Regions from separate parts of the Sus scrofa genome. Here region 2 is linked to region 1. The links are chromatin contacts, called in public Hi-C maps. All regions are on one chromosome and are shown on one strand. Each heading gives the region's core, a stretch centred on a gene start, on an enhancer-like site or on the middle of the called end of the contact. The rest is flanking DNA. Distances are from core to core; before and after follow the strand shown.

Region 1 (3,166 bases), core at 314-2,813:
CTCCCAGGGTGGGCTGACGCCCGGGCCTACACTCTGCTACGTGAATCCTTCCTTACAGGACGTTTTAAAGATGTACACAATATTTTTTAAAAGACACTCGTTTGAGGAAAACCTCTGTGGCTGCCCCCCAGACGGAATCAATCTGTTCGCTTTCCTCCTTTCCCATCCAGGTCTGAGAGCAGGTGGGCGGGGGACAGGGAGGCGGAGGGGCTGGGCCCCAGCAGAGCCAGGCCTCGCAGCCGCAGGAGGGCCCCTAGGGGCCGGCAGGGCTGGGTGGGGTGGGGAGGGGAGGCCCTCAGCCCGTGGCCTGCGGGGCCAAAATAGCAGAAAGGGAAGTGGGCAGTTTTCATATGAACAAGGTTTGCAACAAGCCGATGGCGGAAAAGCTCTCGGGGCTGGGCTGAGCGAGCCTCAGCACCCACCTCCCGTCCCCAAGGCGCCTTGGTGGCCCTCCTGCCCGGCCTCCCAGCCCTCCTCATGCTGGAGAAGGGGAACCTGGGACCCCTAGGGCCGAAGGGCAGGCTCTGGGGGCTAAGCGGGGAGCCAGAGGTCCGGCCCAAGCCCTGAGAAGGCTTTATCCGCGGGGCTCTGCTCCATTTTCCCAAATGACCTTGGCCTTCCGATGAGGCCAGGAGGACTCCAATGGAGGCTCTTTACGCTCCAGCGGCAGGTGCAGGGGCCCGGACGGCAGCCCTTGTTCTGGGGCAGGGGTGGGGGATGGTGAACAGAGCGGCCACCACGAGCAGCCCAGGGCCTGTAGTTCCTCCAGCCGCACAGGAGCGAGCTGGCTGGGGCTCGGGACGGCCGGGACAGCCGCTTCTCCCTGGCCCAGGGCAGGACCTGGGCCTGCCCGTCTGTAGCGTCTCACCCGACCTCCCATAGCCCTGTGGCAGGGCAGCTCCAGTCCCATTATACAGATGAAGAAACTCAGGCTCACAGGCCTGCCCCGGGGAGCGGCTGCCCTGGGGCTCCCCAGGGCTGTGCGGGCTGGGCTGGGGAAAATGGGGGCAGGAGAGTAGCCGGAGCCCCAGAAATAGCTGCACCTCTAGTGCTGCAGGGTCTGGGGTGAGGGCCCCCTAGCCAGGGGTGCCAGGACAGTGCCGGGGCCAAGGCAGGGGGTGCCGGGCGGCCTGGCTTCTTCCCAGCCCCCACCCCCACCCCCAGCCGGCAGCCAAGTGCTCCTGCTCGGCCAGCGAGGCCACTCCCATCCCCTGTGGGGTGTCTGGGGACAGCTCAGGACCCCTGCCTTGGGGCCAGGCTCCAGGCACCCCTGGGAAAGGCTTACCTGAGAGCAGGCGCTCCTCACTGCGGCCACCTCATCCTGAGCCCACACACCTGCCCGAGCCGATGCCAACGCCACAGACACTGGCGGGCAGCAGGCAAGGCGGCGGGCTTCCTGTCAGCCACTGAATCATCCCTCACACATCCGCTGCTCTGCCGGACAGGCTCGGCTCTCACAGAGGCAGAGACAGAGAGAGACAGAGACAGAGACCAAGACGGAGGCGGAGACAGAGAGAGACAGAGAACAAGACGGAGGCAGTCAGGCAGAGAGAGAGACGTGCACGGACACACACACAACACACACTAAATACACACACACAACCACAACACACACAGGCCTCACAGAGGGGAAGAGACAGAGGGGGACAGGGAGAAAGAGCATGAAATAGGGCTGCTTGCATATCACGCACAGGCAGGGACAAAGAGTGGGAAGACACGGAGAGAGACACGCTGAAAACACAGAAACACAGAAATACACGTCCACACCCATACCCATGGGACATGGGTGGATGGGCGCAGAGAGATGCAAGCCAGGCCAGACATGACAAAGAGCCAGGAGTTCCCGTCGTGGCTCAGTGGTTAACGAATCTGACTAGGAACCGCGGGGTTGCGGGTTCAATCCCTGGCCTCGCTCAGTGGGTTAAGGATCCCGCGTTGCTGTGGCTGTGGTGTCGGCTGGCGGCTCCAGCTCCAGTTGGACCTCTAGTCTGGAAACCTCCATATGCCACCGGTGAGGCCCTAGAAAAGGTAAAAAACAAAAAACAAAAACAATAATAATAATAACAAAGAGCCAGAGGAGTTCCCATTGTGGCTCAAGGGGTTAAGAACCCAACTAGTATCCAAGAGGATGCAGGTTCAAACCCTGGCCCCTCTCAGGGGGTTAATGTTCCAGCGTTACCACAAGCTGTGGTGTAGGCTGCAGATGTGGCTCAGATCCGGCGTTGCTGTGGCTGTGGTGCAGGCCGGCAGCTGCAGCTCCAGCTGGCCCCTGGCCTGGGAACTTCCACATGCCGTGGGTGCGGCCCTCTAGAGAAAAAACAGCCAGAGACAAAGAGAGATGGATGGAGAGGCCACTGAGGTGAAGAGACAACGCTGGAGGATAGAAGGAAGGACAATCCCGGCTCCTCCTTCAGTCCCAGGAGCCTTCTCACCCCCATTTTCCAGATGAGGCTCGTGGAGGCGTGGAGCTGGCCCCAGGCAGGCGGCAGGCCCGGGCCGGGGTGGGGGGAAAGCAGGGCAGTTAGGACCCAGCCCCCAGGCTCTCCACCTGCTGCCCAGCCCCTGGGCACTTCCTTCAGAGGTGAGAACGGTGCTGAGAGGTGGGTGCCCCACACGCAGCACACATTCTCCAGGGCCTCCTGTTATGTGTCACTAAACACCTTGTCCAAGGCCACTGAACTCTTAGTGGCACGCCACCCCATGAGGGTCTCCCAACCCCCACCTGCCTGGCATCTCAGAGCCTGGGCTCCCGAGCTCTGGGGCCCGTCTTGGCTGGGGCGGGGCTTTCAGCCCCAGCCTGGGGTGGCCCGGACGTCCCAGACCAGGCCAGGCAGTCCAGCCGCAGTGGAAGTGCCCCCAGGAGGCCCTGCCAGAACCGAAACAGAAACACAGGGGCTGGGCGCCCTCTGCTGCCACCCTGTGGGAGAGAAGGGTAGCGCAGGGACCCGAGATCCCTGGGCAGAGTGCCAGAAGTTGTCTCCACGGCAAACTGTGACACAAGGACTAAAGCCAACCTTATCTGAATTGCAGAGCTGCACCTGTGACGCACGCTGCCTCCCTCGTTCCACATGGGGCAGTGCAACGTGTAAGGCCCACGGCAACACTTTCCAGGGACACCTTGGCAAGGGCATAGACTAAGAATCCTAGAGGTAAGCTGGTTGTGAAC
Region 2 (3,166 bases), core at 361-2,860, 77 kb before region 1:
CAGGCTCCACCAGCTGATGTGGCTTCAAGGAGGAGGAGGGAGGATGAAGCTGGGAAGACAGCAGGGCACGCATGCCAGCGGCGTGGACAGAGCACAGGAGCACGCATGGGGCTGAGCAGGGAAGGACAGAGCTACCTAAGAGCCCCAGATGACTCCCGCCTTCCCTGGCACCTGCCAGGAGACAAGCAGGGCTGAGGCCAGAAGGCTGGGATCCTGGCCCACAAGCTCCCCAGCCTCCAAGCTCAGGGGTGCACTTCCCAGTCTGTGATGTCAGTGTCTGTGCCGCTGCCCACAGCCCAGGTGACTGCAGAGCCCTGGGAATGGCCAGCCTGTCCTCCCTGAGCAGGACGCACGAGCTCAGCCACCTTCCCCTCGGGCTTGGAGGGTCAGATTCCCCTCCAGCAAAGGGCCAAGGGGACCAGGGCTGTGTCAGGTCCAGGGAGGGGAAGGAACGTCAGTATATGTCCCTGACTTACACACGTGCACACACACATACACACGCACACTCAATGTACTTCCCTGACTTACACACGTGCACACACACACACTCCATGTACTTCCCTGACTTACACACGCGCACACACACACTCCATGTACTTCCCTGACTTACACACGTGCACACACTCCATGTACTTCCCTGACTTACACACGCGCACGCACACACACCCCATGTACTTCCCTGACTTACACACACGCACACACACACTCCATGTACTTCCCTGACTTACGCGCACACACACACTCCATGTACTTCCCTGACTTACACACGCGCACGCACACACCCCATGTACTTCCCTGACTTACACACGCGCACGCACACACCCCATGTACTTCCCTGACTTACACACGCGCACGCACACACCCCATGTACTTCCCTGACTTACACACGCGCACGCACACACCCCATGTACTTCCCTGACTTACACACGCGCACACACACACTCCATGTACTTCCCTGACTTACACACGCGCACACACACACTCCATGTACTTCCCTGACTTACACACGCGCACACACACACTCCATGTACTTCCCTGACTTACACACGCGCACACACACACTCCATGTACTTCCCTGACTTACACACACGCACGCACACACACCCCATGTACTTCCCTGACTTACACACGCGCGCACACACACACCCCATGTACTTCCCTGACTTGCACACGTGTGTGCACACGAGCGCGCACACACGGGTGTGCACATGCACACAGTTGGCCTGCTCAGAGCCAGGGCACAGCCATGGCTCCAGATTCTGATCCTAGCTATGTGGCCGGCCCCAGCCTCAGTGACTGGACAGCTGGGGGCCCCCCTGTCGCTAGCTGAGGACACTGGGCAGACTTCAGCCTAGCTCTGCTAGATGAGGTCCCCTCTAGGCCCAAGGAGAAGGGCTGGGAAACCACATGGCTCAAGCTGCCCCCAGACCTGGCTTTATTCCCACTTCACAGAATGGGAAAATGGAGGCCCCGCACAGAGCAATGACGCAAACAGGACCTTGAGAGTCAATGGCACAAATACAGAAAACCTGGGCTGGGCAGGAAAGTCCCTGAGATCAGACAGAGTTGGAGGCCAGGCAGGGGAGGGACCTGCTGAGGTCAGCCAGCCATCGGGGCCACGGGAAGGACAGGCTCTGGCATCCTGCCTCCCAGGCCAGGACACTGACCCAATCATCTTCCACTGCTGCCTCCTTCACTTCTGATTTCCGGAGCAGCCCCAACCAACAGAGCCAGGCCGGGGCGGCTGCAGGAGAGCCGCCCCCTCTCCTGGGTTCCCCGCCCCACAGCCTGGTGGGCCTCCTCCCTGAGTTGGAATTTGCACAGGCAAGTAAAAATTACCCCTGAGCAAAAGCATGTCTTTTTACTAAGCGGTGCTGGGCCAAATGGACAGCTGTGTGGGGAAAAAAAAAAAAATCATGATCCCTTCTGGGGCTGGCAGAATAATGGCCCCATCCCTGTGCTCGTGACGATGTCAGCTTGTGCAGCAAAGGGAACGAAGGTTGCAGACAGAACTAAGTTGTTGATCCGCTGACCTGAGATGGGAAGATTATTCTGAATTATCCAGGCAGACTCAATGCAATCACAAGAGTCCTTATAAGTGCAAGGGGAGGCAGGGGAGAAAGAAGCAGAGAGACAGCTGTGCGCAGAGGACCCAGCCCGACATTGTCGGCTTTGAGGATGGAGGCGGGGCCCACAGCCAACGAATGCGGGCGACCCCTAGAAGCTGCAAAGGACTCCTAGAAACCAATTTTTCCCTTAGAGCCTCTAGAAGGAATGCAGCCCGGCTGACACACTGATTTGAGCCTGCTGAGATCCATTTCAGACTTCTGACCTCCAGAAGTGTAAGCTCATACATTTGTGTTGTTTTAAACCACTATGCTTGTGGTCATTTGTTAGCGGAGCCACAGGAAACTAATACGCTTCCTTCACATCATACAGGACAATCAGCTCCAGATGGGCAGATCTAAATACGAATGGTAAGGCCGTACAGATTTTAGAGGAAGACACGAAAGAAGATTCGCCTAACAGGGGAGCAGGGAAAGATTTCGACACAGGACATGCTGAAAATAACAGAAAAGATGCATAAATTGGACGATGTATTTTTTCCTTTTTTGCTTTTTAGGGCCGCACCTGTGGCATATGGAAGTTCTCAGGCTAGGGGTCCAACCGGAGCTGCAGCTGCCAACCACAGCCACAGCCACAGCCACACCAGATCCGAGCCACGTCTGCGACCTACACCACAGCTCAGGGCAACACCGGATCCTTAACCCACTGAGCAAGGCCAGGGATGGAACCCACAACCTCCTGGTTCCTAGTCGGATTCATTTCTGCTGTGCCAGGACAGGGAACTCCAAACTGAACAACATTAAGAACCTCTGTGCGTCAAATGATCCCCCTGTCGGGGATGGAGGGAGGAGAACAGAGAGAGAAGATGGATTGATATTCCTGTGTGCCACACAGGGTTCCTATTCAGAATACGGAAAGAATTCCACAAATCCAGTTAGGAAAAAATCAACAAAAGACTTGCACAAGCATTTCGCCAAAAAAAAAAAAAAAAAAAAAAAAAAAAGAGAGGGTATTCAAACGTCCAGTATGTATACGGGAAGATGCTCACTTTCATGCGTCAACAAGGACGCTACATGCACTAGAGTGTGTAAAACGCACC

Evidence for each region. Hi-C and Micro-C count contacts between places; a contact is called where the count stands out from the background.
Region 2: a Hi-C map of liver shows a contact between it and region 1, with 3 times the contacts expected there. The contact joins the enhancer-like site here to the promoter of LAT2 in region 1. A contact is called at or near these places in 1 of 5 promoter capture datasets (liver), 4 of 47 Hi-C or Micro-C datasets (embryonic fibroblasts and liver) and 2 of 2 datasets of contacts at active chromatin or transcription factors (alveolar macrophages and skeletal muscle).

The regions. Positions count from the first base shown.
Region 1 is chr3:11,352,270-11,355,435 of Sscrofa11.1, reverse strand. It overlaps LAT2 (linker for activation of T-cells family member 2), which reads right to left and starts at 1,563. Exons shown (of 13, transcript NM_001243411.1): 1 at 1,286-1,563.
Region 2 is chr3:11,429,270-11,432,435 of Sscrofa11.1, reverse strand. All of the region lies in intron 1 of CLIP2 (CAP-Gly domain-containing linker protein 2), which reads right to left. Among named protein-coding and RNA genes, the nearest start is that of CLIP2, 11 kb to the right of the region's middle. Within about 2 kb of position 1,610, at least 15 of the 83 cell types and tissues checked have an H3K27ac peak or open chromatin away from gene starts, as enhancers often do. A contact at or near this core is called in liver and skeletal muscle, where this site is marked.